2 separate regions of the Sus scrofa genome follow, and region 2 is linked to region 1. The links are chromatin contacts, called in public promoter capture Hi-C maps. All regions are on one chromosome and are shown on one strand. Each heading gives the region's core, a stretch centred on a gene start, on an enhancer-like site or on the middle of the called end of the contact. The rest is flanking DNA. Distances are from core to core; before and after follow the strand shown.

Region 1 (7,289 bases), core at 1,416-3,915:
AGCCCAACAAATACCTCAAGGACACAATGTGTAGTTACCTCCCTTTAGGCTGCAGTCAGTAGTACATCCGACTTGAAAAAAGTGGCTATACACACCCTGACCCTGAACATCTGACTCACCGGCGCTAGCATTACATCTTCACCCCAGCTCAAGAGCCTAACTCGGCAGCAAGAGCCTAACTAAGTCAGCAGCTCAGGAACCACTGCTGATCCCAGCAGACAGTGTGGCACCAGCTCTTTCCTGGCTCTCATGGTGGAGATGGGGGCAGGGAAAGACCAATGGGGACTGAAGACTTAGTTGGCTCTGCCCTTGAAGATAAAAAGGAAAATAAGTAGTTCAGCCCTGGGTACAGGGATGTAAGAAGCCCAGAACAAACCAGGACACAGGAAGAAAGGAGCAGAGACTACCCTGGGTTTTAATCCTGATGCTGAGGTCAAAGGAAATGGAAAGACAAAAACCACCCTCATTCCATGAGGAATGACAGAACAGAAGAGAATGTGAACACTTGAGAGCAGCTAGCCATGGGAAGTTAATGAGCAGCAGGATCTGGGCCAACTTTCAAGAAGGTGAGCAAACTGAGGAAGAATAAGGAAGAGGGGCATACATTTAGGTCTTGGAGCCTTCCTTCTTAGGACCTCAACCCCATCCTTAAGATGGTGTTTAAGGTCCGAGTGTGGGACTGATATCACAGAAAAGAAGTCCCTACGGTTCTGAGAGGATTTCTCTACCACGTACCCAACATATTTGTCTGTTTGTTGTAGCACAATAAAGGATTTTTGCTTTGACGTTTCACTTAATCTACATATCCACAACCTTTTGGAGTCTAAAGGTCTCCCCTTTTGGTGGGAAAGGGCAGGCAGCCATTCCTCCATCCCCAACCCCCCAAATCCCCAGTCAAACCAGGCGCTCAAGGAATTACAAAGCTACTTTTAATACTTTGGGGTGAGCCCCACAGGAATAAAAAACACTGGGAAGAGGTAACCTCCTCACCCCCAGGAGTGGCCCAGGGGGAGAGAGGCTACCTGAGGGGAAGGAAGCACAAAAGGGACCCGCTGCAGACTCAGGGCAAAGGGAATGCCATCGGTGCTGGGACCTGTGAGCACTACAGGAGAAAACGCGAGCGTGGTGGGACTGGCTCCAGGCACACAGGCGAAGGGCAAGAGGGTTGGACACGAAGCCACAAAGCTACTTGGGTTCCTCCTTCTTCTCGTTTGCCTTTTTCTGCTTCTGCTGCATGATCTCCGAGTCCCTGGGGGTAGAGATGATGGGGCACTGGGAGGTACCAGAGGGCAAAAAGGACAAGATGCAGGGGGATGAAGGGCACAAAGGATAAGATGGAAGTGGATGGGACAAAATTCAGCGTGTGGCTGCTATATTCCCACCCTAGGAGAACAAGAGGAAGAGAGCTGAGGCTCAAAAGGCAATCAGTCTCTATCTGGCTTTTGCCCAAGGGGTCAGAAGTCTGGCCACACAGGCCCAAGGCTATTCTGTGCCAAGTACCACACCCAGCAACACCAGTGAGAAAGGTTGGGAGAAGGGAGGACAAATGAACTGCAAGGAGGGCCAAAAGGACTGGGCTGTCATAACCACTACTGCATTTGAAATGTGAAGTTCCCTGCCCTTGCCCTTAAGGTCAGACCCGGGGGGCACTCACAAATCAGACCGAGAGTAAGCACCAGCCCCAGTCCGTTCCTATATGGCTGTGAGCTAACAATTTAGAAGGTGAGAGGAATAAAACCCTAGAGCAAACAATGCACTCTGCCCCTCACGACTAGTCCAGATGGTAAGCCCTGAGGTAGTTCTCTTTGCTGGTACAACCCTTGGTCTAACCCAGGTCTCACCCCACCCTCCCCTCCCCTCCCTGGGGCTACCTCTGCTTGCGGGCGGCAGCAGAAAGCCCGTCATCTCGGCGCTTTCCCTTAACCGAGTCGCTCTGCTTTTTCATATTCTTCTGGCGGGCGAGCTCGCGCTGGTTACCGCCTAAAGAAAAAAGGTAAAAGGTGAGACGCGAGAGCCTTTCTGGCCACACACCGACAACCCTGTTCCCTGACCCGGGACACCAGTAGGGTCCAATACTTCATTCCCCAGGCGTCGACACGGGACCGTTTTTCAGGGCCTAGACTGCAGATTGGGCGGGGAGGGGGGGTGCGGAAGCTGCCACGGGGCAGGTCAAACTGGGAAATCGAGGGACGACAGTCCCGAGAAGCCTGCTAGAGACAAGTTTCGAATTTCGTTGCAGCATGGGGGCCCAGACAGGTGGTGGTGGTGGTGGGTGTACGTGGTATGGATCTCTGTGGGGGATGGGCAGAGATCTGGAGTAGAGGAGCTCGGGGTCCACCACAGGGGCACAGGGCTTCTCCCCACACCACGGAAGGTCTGGGAAGGGTTTTGCCTGAAGGGGCGGTGGGGGTAAGGTTCTCAAAAAGTGGCGGTGGGCGAAGGGTCGATTTCCGGGCTGCTAGGGTGAGGGTCGCTATAGACCTCTCCCAGAGAAGGGTCTCGCTGGCGAAGCCAAAAGGAGGTCAGTGCCGAGATTTGGCAGTCTTGTGCAGGGTGAAGAGGAGAAAGGGGCAAGAGAAGGGGGATTCGGTGCTCACGGGTCATGGCGACGGCAGCGGCTCCGGCCTGCCTCCGTTGCGTCCCCTCGCTCAGAACGACGTTGGAAGCCCCGCCCCTTTCTCGCAGCGTAAAGAAGTCGTCTTTTCCTCCCCGCCCCTTCGCTCCCGGACTCCGACTCCCATTGGACAGGAGTAAACACGTGGGGCCACGGGCCACGCTTGAGCCCGGACGGCTGAGAGGCGGAGGTTCGTAGGCAGAGCGCACGGCGTGGGGCGGGGCTTCCCGAGCAAGTCGTTGGGTCGGGTGGGGAGAAAGTAGGCCGGGTCACGTGGGCAGGGTGGGGGTGGAGGGGTGCGGCTGGCGATGTGGCGCTCCCGCGGGCTTGAGCACGTGACCTGGCAGAGTGACCTCATGCGGGGAAGGTTTGGGAGACAAACTCGCCCATAGGAAACCTTGGAGGGACGGAGGGCGGGGCATCTCGGCGGCGGAAATGGTCCCCCAGGTTCTTTTCGCAAGACTCTGGGGCTAAACTCTGTGGTTAGGATTCCCCACCGCTACCGAGCCACTCATGAGGACACCTGAATTCACGTACGCTGTAAAATCACGTACAGACGCAACTTCAGAAACTCCCTTCCAACCCCATTGTTCCCCCATCCAAACTCCTCCAATATGGAAATAAGCAACCACATCCTGTAGGTCCTAAAATTTGATCCTACTCTTATCGCCACGGAAGCTTTAAATATGTTGCTTGCAAGTATTGAAGGACTCCAAAGTCACAGACTGAGAGATTGGGAAATGCACATGCTATGTCCATTTCTCCCTCTAGCTTTCTCTACTACTATCTCCACCAGCCATACCTGGCTTGTAATTGGTAGTTGAATAGGGCGGGAAGATTAGACTTCCCGCTGAATTCTCATTCCCAGCACTGCTAATCTGTCTACGACTCCCTACCTATCCTGGGGAATTCACTGGATAAAGGAGAAATGCTTAGGAAATCTCACAGGAAGGGATTGGTTGTGATTTTCTCTAGCTAATGCCCATAGCAGAACTGACTTGAGGCTAGAACTTCAAACTTGCTTCTGTCTCAACGTAGCGCTAATGGGCATGCAATAAACCACATTCAGGAAATTCTCATGATTTTTGCCATATCCAAGTAATCACTACTACTTCTTGTTAAAATTTTTCGGAAGCCCCCTAGTGGCACAGTAGTTCAAGGATCTGCCTTGGAGCTGCTGTGGCACAGGCAGGTTAGATCCCTGGCCAAGAAACTTCCACATGCCTGGGGCGTGGCCAAAAAAAAAAAAAATTATATCAGTTTTAAGTGAAGAATACAGCCCAAACTTAATATTCCTTTAGTAAATTTAAAATCAGTTACTGCTTGCCCACAAACATGAAGTAACTATAAAAATAAATACAATGCAAACTATTGCCTTTGAAATGGATAGGCAATGGGATCCTGCTGTATAGCACTGGGAACTATATCAAATCACTTATGATGGAGCATGGTAATGTGAGAAAAAGAAATGTATATGTATATGTGTGACTGGGTCACCTTGCTGTGCAGTAGAAAATTGACAGAACACTGTAAACCAGCTATAATGGAAAAAATAAAAATCACTAAAATAAATACATACATGCAATGTGGAGTTCCCATTGTGGCAACAGAAACAATCCAACTACTATCCATGAGGATGCAGGTTCATTTCCTGGCCTCGCTCAGTGGATTAAGGATCCAGCTTTGCTGTGAGCTGTGGTGTAGGTCACAGACGCAGCTCCCAGCTAAGATCCTTTGTTGCTGTGAGCTGTGGTGTAGGTCACAGACGCAGCTCCCAGCTAAGATCCTTTGTTGCTGTGGCTGTGGTGTAGGCTGGCAGCTGTAGCTCCAATATGACCCCTAACTGGGAACTTCCAAATTAAATAAATGAAAAAATAAATAGATAAATACAATGAAGATTTCCCTGGTGATGAAGGGAGTTAAGGATCCAGAGTTTTTATTGCTGTGGCTCAGGTCACTGCTGTGGTGCTAGTTCCATCCCGGCCCAGGAACTTCTCAATGCTGCAGGTGCAGCCAAAAAGAAAAGAAACAGAAAATGACATTTAAAAAAAAAAAAAACTGAATAGGAGTTCCTGTCATGGCTCAGTCATTAACGAATCCGACTAGGAACCATGAGGTTGCGGGTTTGACCCCTGGCCTCGCTCAGTGGGTTAAAGATCCGGCATTGCTGTGAGCTGTGGTGTAGGCCGGCAGCTACAGCTCCAATTGGACCCCTAGCCTGGGAACGTCCATATGCCACAAGTGAGACCCTAGAAAAGACCAAAAAAAAAAAAAATGAGTAAATGAATAAATACAATGAAAATGAAATATATTATTAAATTTCTACCAGAAGAGTGTCACTATCAAAATTACTGAGCCTGGGGCCTGTCCTCGCTCTTGCTTTTTTTTTTTTTTTTTTTTTTTTTTTTGGCTGATCCCATGGCATATGGAAATTCCCAGGCCAGGACTGAACTTGTGCCACAGCGAAAAAAAAGATTTTTTTAATAAATAAATCTTAAAAGCCGCTGCAGTGACAATGCTGTATCCTTAACTCATTGTGCCACACTGGAACTTCTGCTTTCTCTTTCTTAGAGAAATTAACAAGTGTTGGAGGGGTAATAAGGCATAAGTCTTCCAAACTGAAGCTTTCTATTGACATAATCAGAAGATTGAAAAGCATTTAATTTTCATACTTTCAATGTTGCTTAATGCTATGTCTCTATACCAATTAAAATTTTTTCTCTTAGGAGTTCCCAATGTGGTGCAGTGAGTTAAGGATCCAGTGTTGCTGCAGCTGGGGTGTGGATGGAAGCTCTGGCTCAGATCCAATCCCTGGCCCAGAAACTTCCATATGCCACAGGTGTGGGCCATAAAAGAAAAAATAAAATAAAATAAAATTACTTCTCATACCACTAGTAGCATATGTCCCACATTTGGTACATACTAAATATAATAGATTAATTACATTGCTGACACACATAACAACATACAAATTCTAACTCTGCTACTTACTGGATTTGATTTTCATTTTGGACACTCATTTTCTCCATGCTTCAATTCCTTTATATGAAAAGTGCTAATTATACCTACCCCTCAATGTTGTGGAAAAGATTAATATAGATAACTTGGTATAAAGTATTTGGCCCACAATAGGCATTTAGTTAATGTCTCCTCCATCTCTTTCTTCAGTTTTAAAACTTCCTCTTCCTTCTCCAAATTCCTCTTAGCCTTAATATAGTAGCCAGTCTCAGAAATGGCCCCTAATGATCCTTCCCTCCTGGTATTCACATCCTTGTGCAGTCCTCTCCCACCCTATATCTAGTGGTCTATGTGACCACTAGAATATGGTAGAGATGATGGTTTATCACTTCTGATGCTAAAAGACAATGTAGGAGTTCCCGTCGTGGCACAGTGGTTAACGAATCTGACTAGGAACCATGAGGTTGCGGGTTCGATCCCTGGCCTTGCTCAGTGGGTTAACGATCTGGCATTGCCGTGAGCTGAGGTGTAGGTCACAGACGCGACTTGGATCCTGCGTTGCTGTGGCTCTGGCGTAGGCTGGTGGCTACAGCTCCGATTGGACCCCTAGCCTGGGAACCTCCATATGCCATAGGAGCAGCCCAAGAGATAGCAAAAAGACAAAAAAAAAAAAAAAAAAAAGACAATGTAGCATCTGCTTTCCTTTCTCTCTTGGATCACTGGCTCAGGGAGACCAGGCTGCCATGTTATGAGATGCCCATATGGTAAAGAACTGTGACGGCTGGCCAACAGCCTAGGGGCAGAGAAAATACCTTCACTTAAACTAGCACAGGGAATTCCCATAGTGGCTCCACAGAAACAAATCTGACTAGTATCCAAGAGGATGCAGGTTCAGTCCCTAGCCTTGGTCAAAATAAGGATCCGGCATTGCCACACGCTGTGGTGTGGGTCACAGACGTGGCTCGGATCCCGCGTTTCTGTGGCTGTGGCATAGGCCAGCAGCTGCAGCTCTGATTCAACCCCTAGCTTGGGAACTTCCATATGCCATAGGTGCAGCCCTAAAAAGACAACAAATAAATAAACAAATAAAACAAATAACTAGACAGGATCCTGCTGTGGCACAAGGGGATCAGCAGCATCTTGGGAGCACTGGAACGTGGGTTTTATCCCCAGCTGGCACAGTGGGTTAAGGATCCAGCATTGCCACAGTTGCAGATTGGGTCGAGACTGCAGCTCAGATCTGATCCCCGGCCTGGGAGTTCCATATGCCACAAGGTGGCTCAATATGAAATAAATTAATAAACAAATTTAGCACAGAGTTAAGAGTTAGCAAATAGGGAAACAAAAAGACAATTTACAGAATGAGAGAAAATAGTTTCAAATGATGCAACTGACAAGGGCTTAATCTCTAGAATATACAAGCAACAGCAAAAAAGCCAACAACCCAATGAAAAGATGGACAAAAGACCTGAACATTTTTCCAAGGAAGAGGTACAGATGGCCAACAAGCACATGAAAAAATGCTCAACATCGCTGATTATTAGAGAAATGCAAATCAAAACTACCATGAGATACCACCTCACACCAGTCAGAATGGCCATCATTAACAAGTCCACAAATAACAAGTGCTGGAGGGGGTGTGGAGAAAAGGGAACCCTCCTGCACTGTTGGTGGGAATGTAAGCTGGTACAACCACTATGGAAAACAGTATGGAGAT
Region 2 (7,360 bases), core at 834-3,333, 320 kb after region 1:
CAAATGAATATTTCTACAGAAAAGAAACTCATGGACTTGGAGAACAGACTTGTGGCTGCCAAGGGGGTGGGGGAGGGAGTGGGATGGACTGGGAGTCTGGAGTTAATAGATGCCAACTATTGCATTTGGAATGCATAAGCAATGAGATCCTGCTGTACAGAACAGGGAACTGTATCCATGATGGAGCATGATGGAGGATAATGTGAGAAAAAGAATGTATATATATATATATATGTGTGTGACTGGGTCACTTTGCTGTATAGTAGAAATTGACAGAACACTATAAACCAACTCTAATGGAAAAAATAAAAACCGTTAAAAAAAAACAAAATAATGGCATAAGGAATATTCTTAAAGAGGTGGTCTGAGAAAATTTTTCTGAGAAGGTGAAATTCTCTCTTTAAATCTGAGAATTTAGGAAAATATCCAATTGAGACATTTTAAATAAGAAAAAAAGGCTGTTATTGTTCCCATAGTGTGTTCTCTCTTTCTACTTCAATCAAGCACACATACATGCTTCCTGAATATTCTTCTCCTATATGCCTTGTCCTAGTTTTGTAGTAAAAAATAAATAACAACAAAAGGAATCTGATTAATTTATGTTTTATAGACCAAGAGAGTAATATTCCTGCTTCTTTACAGCCTATACTACCAATTCTTATAGACACAGGCATGACTTTGTATACAGATAGATTCAAATCCTGCCTTATCAAGACTAGCCACCATAGGAAGTTACCTTACAGTCCAGCAGGTTAAGGATCCGACCTTACGGCAACTGTAAAGCAGGTGGCAACTGTGGCATGGGCTTCATCTCTAGCCCAGGAACTTCCACACGCAGCAGATGAGGTGTGTGCAGCAAAACAAACAAAAAACCCAAAAACTACAAGCCACCATAAAGTTCTCTGAGCTTCAAGTTGCTCATTTGTAAACTGGGGCTAACAATACCTAACTTGCTATGTTGTTGAGATGATTAGATAATACTACTGGAAGCATAAGTAGAAAAGAAGAGTGGTTCAGATACTGGAGCCAGACAGATCTGGGTTCAAGACCAAGTTTGCTAATTATTAACTGCCTAATACCTGACACCAGAGTTAATCTGTGAAACGGAGATAGGTGGTTGTGAAGTTAAATGAGATAATACATGTAGTACATGGCCCCTCCTTCTCATACATTCCTGGTTACATGAAGGCCTCCCTCCAAATTCTTCTGGAGAAGAAATTTCCTGGTCAAGGAGTAGAGGGAAACACCCTCATTCACTTTTTCATTCAAAATAATTGACTGAAGTCGTATTCTGTGTTAGATACTACGTATTTGGACAAATTTTCAAAACAGCTTAAAACAGAGTGCAAGTGTGAAGATGGGAGAAAGCATCTCCCTCATTTTTACATCCAGTTCCCCAGCAACTCTCATTCAGATAGTTCATCCTTAGGCTCAGCCCTGGATTCCCTCCTCTTCCCCAAGGCAGGGCCTTTCAGGAGTCTGCCCTCCTTTTCCCAGCGTAGCCCAAACCTCTCAAGGTGTTTACACCGTGGTAGGCCCCTCCGGCACAGCCCTCCAGCTACCTGCTCAAGGACACGCCCCCCCGCCCCCGCCTCAGCTCTGCAAGCCACGCCCCCTAAGGCTCCTCCCCCACGCAGTGGCTCAGGTCCACCCATTCCCTGCTCGCTAGTTCCCGCGCTCTGAGCCGGATTGTACCTGGAGGCCACCCCGCTTGTTCCACGTGAAAATGGACCCTGGGTATCCGCTCAGCGCCAAGAGCAGTTCGTGGATCATTTCCACGGCGGACCTCCGGTCCCTATATCCGTTGCACCTTTCTCCAGAGCCTCACCAGGCGACCAAGGAAACGCGTATTCCTTTCTCTACTCGCGCACAGGCCTCCTGGACGGGCGGTTCCTCCAGACTTTATCCGCTGAGAGAACTGCTGCGGAGAGCGTACGGGAAGCAGGGAAGGGATAGGCGAGCCGCGTCCCGGAAGTGCACTGTGCTCGGTTGGGCCCACTCGCTCGCTCCCGCCGGGGCTCCGCGAGAGGTGTCTAAGCAGCTGCCCTTGCGCATGCGTCTGTGGCGCCCTAGTCGCCTGCTCTCACTTCCGGTTTGGGAACTGGACTGGGAGGCTTGAGAGTCCCGGCTGGAGCCAGACCTCGAGTGGGTGAGGCTGGCCCACGGGCAGAGATGCGAGCGGATTGAGGGGTATCCCGAGTGGGAGAAGCTCCTAGGGGTGGGCCAGAGGGTGCTCTCAGGGCGCCTTAGCCCCGGTCCGAAGCCTCTGGAGGGACTCCTTACCGCTCCGAGAGTGACCTGGCCAGAAAGCGAAGACAAAGAGGCCGGAACCCCGCACCCGCCGCTCCTTGAGCTGTGCTCCGCACTCGCGAATACCGCAGCCCTCGGAGCGCTTGGCCAGCACTCGAGCTCGTCTTCAGGAGACACATGACTACTGCCCCCTCGGACTCCCTCTTTCCACCAACTCAGTGTGACTCTCCCCAAGTCCACCTGGCCCTCGCTTCAGAAGTCAAAACCAACTTCTCTCAATGCTCGAGATTTCCCGTCAGTAGTTCCCGGATATTTACTGAGCGATTACTTCTGCTGTGAGGGAAAACAAAGACCCAGTGTTGTGTACTTGATTTTTGTTTGGGGTAGAAATTGGTGGTGGTGGAGTCTGAGGGGGCGGGGCGGACGTAGAGGGTTTGGGGAAGGACGGCGGAAGTATTGGGGCAGATCAGAGGCGACCCGCTGGACAGAGGGTTTTCTATTGCCTTCCTCGGGGTGGTGACATGCCTTTAAAACCTCTCAGCTCTAGGTCTCCCTTACGGTTTGAACTCACTATGCAGCACTGGCCAGGGGAGCTCAATGGGTCAGACTTGGGGAGGGGTGGAAGAGGAGCAGTCAGTAGTTTATTCTCTGCTGCTTCCCCGGGGCTGCCCTGGAAGTCGCCCAGAAATGCAGCTTTTGAATGGTCTCTCACCTTCATGCTCAGTTTTGGCTTGCTGCCCTGAAGTTGGTGCTACCTCACATGGCCACGCAGAACTTAGGGGAAGTCAGGCCAGCTCTGGCAAGACTTTAGACATATGAGTGTATTCCTTCTGATAGTGCCATCTCTCTCTACCCTAGGAGGAAATTCTTCTTACAGAGAGAGACTCATCTGCAGGTGATTCTTCAAGGACATGGAAGATAGGTGTAAACCCTGGAACCTAGACCCTTAAATGGAGGAAAGCCGCTTTCTGCTGTGAATGATGGCCAAACCCACCCTGAGAGGGACTGGCACTAACTCTGAGACCTTCCGACAGCGCTTCAGGAGATTTCATTACCAGGAGGTAGCTGGGCCCCGGGAGGCTTTCAGCCAACTGTGGCAACTTTGCTGTCGGTGGCTAAGACCGGAGGTGCGCACCAAGGAGCAGATTGTAGAGTTGTTGGTGCTAGAGCAGTTCCTGACCATCTTACCTGGGGAGATCCAGAATTGGGTACAAAAGCAATGTCCAGAAAGTGGAGAGGAGGCAGTGGCTCTGGTGGAAGATTTAGAAAGAGAGCCTGGAAGACCTGGACATTCGGTGAGCAGGGAGAGGGAATTTAGAAATGTGTGACTGGGAAGGGGCAGGATGAAAAGCCACACTAAGGCACAGTCTCCCTTGCTGATGCTTATACTTATGGTCCTTTAACAGGTAATTTTTTCAGATAGAACTTATTGGGAGATGCTACCAATAAGCATGTGCTTGTGCTACATGTCACAATGAGTTATTCATAGTTTCATGGGTTTTTTTACTTAACAGGGAAGAAAGGGTAATTCTTTTTCAGCCTGTAGTTTGGCTTACTGCTTTGATCTAGCGTTCCTGCTGCTCTTAGCTAACAGTAATGGACTAAGAAAGACATTTGTTCACTATTAATCACCTCCCACCCCAACCTTAGCCTTGTCTCCAAAGGATGATCTCTTTTGGGGTATCAGATAATCTCCTCTGGGAATACCCCTCATTATGACCTTGCAGTGACAATTCATGGGGATTGTTTCTAGGTCACAGTCTCTATGAAGGGGCAGGAAGTGCGCTTGGAGAAGATGACACCCCTGAAATCATCACGAGAGTTATTAAGTGTTCTGCAGGAGTCAGTGGAACCCCAGCCCAGGGGTGTACCCAAGAAAGAGAGGGCAAGAAGCTCAGACCTGGGACCACGGGAGCAGATGAACCCACAGGAGAAGCTCAGACCTTTTCAAAGGAGCGGTGAGGAGTAGATTCATATGGGAAGATAGAATGCCATTCTAAATTGGGAAGTAGGGTTGGGAGTAGTGAGTGGGAAAGGGATGTCAGGAGTGAGTGGAGATTGTAGAGTGTGCAGTTGCTGGGGACCTCCTGAAGGTACGTAGTTTAGCTCTCTGCTACAATAAATATTCTTGTATTTCCTCTTGATAAGTCTGCCAGCGGATTGCTCCCTAGTTTTTGCCAGAACTTGGAATTACTCTCTTTCCTCCTGGTAATGATAACACTCACTGGGTCAGTTTTTTTCTAGCTAAAAATTCTTTTCTATGCTGGAAGGCACATCTTCCTTTTAGTCGTTTTCTTTCTCTACATTAAACTGTATTTGTTTCTTTAAGCTTTTCCTTGGAAGCTCCATTCTTCAGACCTACTAAGTTTTTGTTACTCTCTTGGACCTTTAAGTTCTCCAAATAGCCTGTTCATAGTGCAGAATTAAACTATATATTACTCCAGTGAGGGTCTGATAGGTAGAGGCAGAGTAAGAATTTTACTTCAGAATTTCTTCATACTTTCAGTATAGCTCAACTAATTATTTGATGATTGCTGTTCACCTGATACTCCCAGGACTTTTAGCGCTTTCCCATTGTCTTTGTGCCTAGTGCTTATTCTTTTACTTGATTTTGTAGAACTTGTTTTTCTTCTTTGTACTCCCTTTTGTATGTTTGTTTTTTTTTCTCCCTTTGATCAGCTCTTTAATTTGTTGAGGTTGTTTTGAATTCTGATCTTATCATCCAAGACATTAGCCTTCTCAGCCAGTTTGGTTGTGGTTCTCTTAGTCATCGAGAGGCAATCCCTCAACCCCACACACAGACTTGCAGAATTAATCCGTATTTGAACACCAACCATGTGCTCAGCACCTGGCAGGGTACTCTGCAATAAGAAAAGGTGTCTGTTCTCAAACATAAATATGTGCTGAACTGTATTGAAGCAATGCCAAACAATGCCTTGTTACTCACTGTGACACGGGTTTGTCAGAGTGGGAGATGAGGGAACTGTAGGGAATGCCTCAAGGGGGCACTGGCAAATACAGCTTCTTGATGAATGGGTTGAATGTGAATAGAAGGGAGACAGTTAAAAGAAAGAAGAGGCACAGAGTGGTAAATAAACATCTGCTGTGTTTGTTCTGGAGGCGGGGAATCTGGTATGAATGGGTCAAGCATGGGTAGACAATCAGGTTAAGGTTTGGCAGTACATAAAGTACGTGAGCTGAGGAAGCAAGAGGTTAGAGGTAGGTAGGACAGTGACTGCAGCAGTTCCCCGGTGTGAGAAGGTAAGGGGTCTAAGACTGGGATGGTACAGTAGGAATAAAGAATATACTAAGAGAAAACCTTTAGCACTTGGTGACTGTGTGTGAAGGAAGACAGACTCCTCCTTGAGATCACTGAGTTTAATTCTCTGGCCCTAAGTGGAGAACTACAGTTGACCCTTGAACAACATGAGCTTCAACTGCATGGGTCCAATACATGTGGATATTTTCCAATAGTAATTGAAAAATATGCTGCTGTCATTGGTTAAATCTGCAGATGCAGAGAAACCCTGGATACAGAGGGTCCACTATAAGCTATATTCAGATTAATCCCCACATTGTTCAAGGGCCAACTATATAAGAGACAGGAGGTGACTATTTCAAACAGTGGCAGGACCTGCCTACAGTGGTCAGCAGGGCTAGGGAACAACTGGGAACAGAATTATCTGCTCTGAACACATAACAATCTTCTCTCTCGTCACCCTGCTCTGGAAAATGTCTCATTTTTTGAGGTTTCACATATTTCTCCCACTTTCTTAAACACACCAAACTTTCTGAAAACATTTCTTTAGATCCTTTTATAAGCCTCTTGGATAAAAAAAACAGGTCTGGACTCAGAGATGTTTTTTATGATCAGTCCAAACTGACATCTTTGTTTGCTTCCCTGCAAGCAGGATTACCATTTTCTAAATCCATGGTCTCCAAATTGGAGCAAGGAGAGCCATGGATCCCAGATCTGGGCTCCAAGGAGAAGGAACTCCCAAGAGGCCGTCACACAGGAGACAGACAATTGCATGCTGATCTGTTACCATCCAGCAGAGAGAGAAAAAGCAGGGTGGAACAGGATCACTGGGGCTTTGAGGATGAGAAGGTGGCAGGTGTACACTGGGGCTATGAAGAGACCAGAACACTCCTTGCAATTCTCAGTCAGACTGAGTTTTATGAGGCTCTCCGAAACTGTCATCGAAACAGCCAAGTGTATGAGGCTGTGGCTGAGCGGCTCAGGGAGTATGGCTTCCTCCGGACCCTGGAACAGTGTCGAACCAAGTTCAAAGGTCTCCAGAAGAGCTATCGGAAAGTCAAGAGTGGCCACCCTCCTGAGACCTGCCCCTTCTTTGAAGAGATGGAAGCCCTGATGAGTGCCCAGGTCATTGCCCTGCCCAGTAATGGCCTGGAGGAGGCAGCCTCCCACTCTGGCCTAGTGGCCAGTGATGCTGAGACTGAGGAACCGGAGCAAGAGGGCTGGCAGCATGAGGACAGAGGAGAGGCCATGGCTGAAGAGTCTGACAGTGATGAAGTGGGCCAGGAGGCCACTCCCCAGGACACCGACAACTCCACCACGCCTGTCCTTTTCCGAAGCCCAAGTGGTAAGGAACCTTTCTTCTTGGGGTTTTAGGATTAGACTGAGGAGTTATATGAGACTGGATGTGAAAGTCAGGAAGCCTAATGTCACCTACCAGGTTTGTCACTTAAATAGAGAAGAGAGGCAGTTCTCAGTTGTGTATTTCATTCTCTTTTGTGGGAAAATCAGTGAACTAATAGTAAGTGGAGAATAATTTTAGATATCTTTTGTTGTTGTTGTTGTTGTTATTGTTGCTATTTCTTGGGCCACTCCCGAGGCATATGGAGATTCCCAGGCTAGGGGTTGAATCGGAGCTGTAGCCACCGGCCTACGCCAGAGCCACAGCAACGCGGGATCCGAGCCGCGTCTGCAACCTACACCACAGCTCACGGCAACGCCGGATCATTAACCCACTGAGCAAGGGCAGGGACCGAACCCGCAACCTCATGGTTCCTAGTCGGATTCGTTAACCACTGCACCACGACGGGAACTCCAATTTTAGATATCTTAAAGAAATATGCTCAGAAAATT

The links. Promoter capture Hi-C pulls out the DNA fragments that hold promoters and counts their contacts.
Region 2: a contact with region 1 is called in a promoter capture Hi-C map of liver, with 2.3 times the contacts expected there. The contact joins the promoter of ZSCAN29 here to the promoter of SERF2 in region 1. A contact is called at or near these places in 1 of 5 promoter capture datasets (liver), 1 of 47 Hi-C or Micro-C datasets (epiblast stem cells) and 1 of 2 datasets of contacts at active chromatin or transcription factors (alveolar macrophages).

Annotation. Positions count from the first base shown.
Region 1 is chr1:127,764,853-127,772,141 of Sscrofa11.1, forward strand. It overlaps SERF2 (small EDRK-rich factor 2), which reads right to left and starts at 2,666. Exons shown (of 3, transcript NM_001190206.1): 1 at 2,598-2,666; 2 at 1,872-1,980; 3 at 908-1,249. The coding sequence starts at 2,604. The coding sequence ends at 1,186.
Region 2 is chr1:128,081,982-128,089,341 of Sscrofa11.1, forward strand. It overlaps ZSCAN29 (zinc finger and SCAN domain-containing protein 29), which reads left to right and starts at 2,084. Exons shown (of 7, transcript XM_005659684.3): 1 at 2,084-2,613; 2 at 3,109-3,545; 3 at 4,004-4,208; 4 at 6,162-6,854. The coding sequence starts at 3,228. It overlaps TUBGCP4 (gamma-tubulin complex component 4), which reads right to left and starts at 2,058. Exons shown (of 18, transcript XM_021096979.1): 1 at 1,696-2,058. The coding sequence starts at 1,773.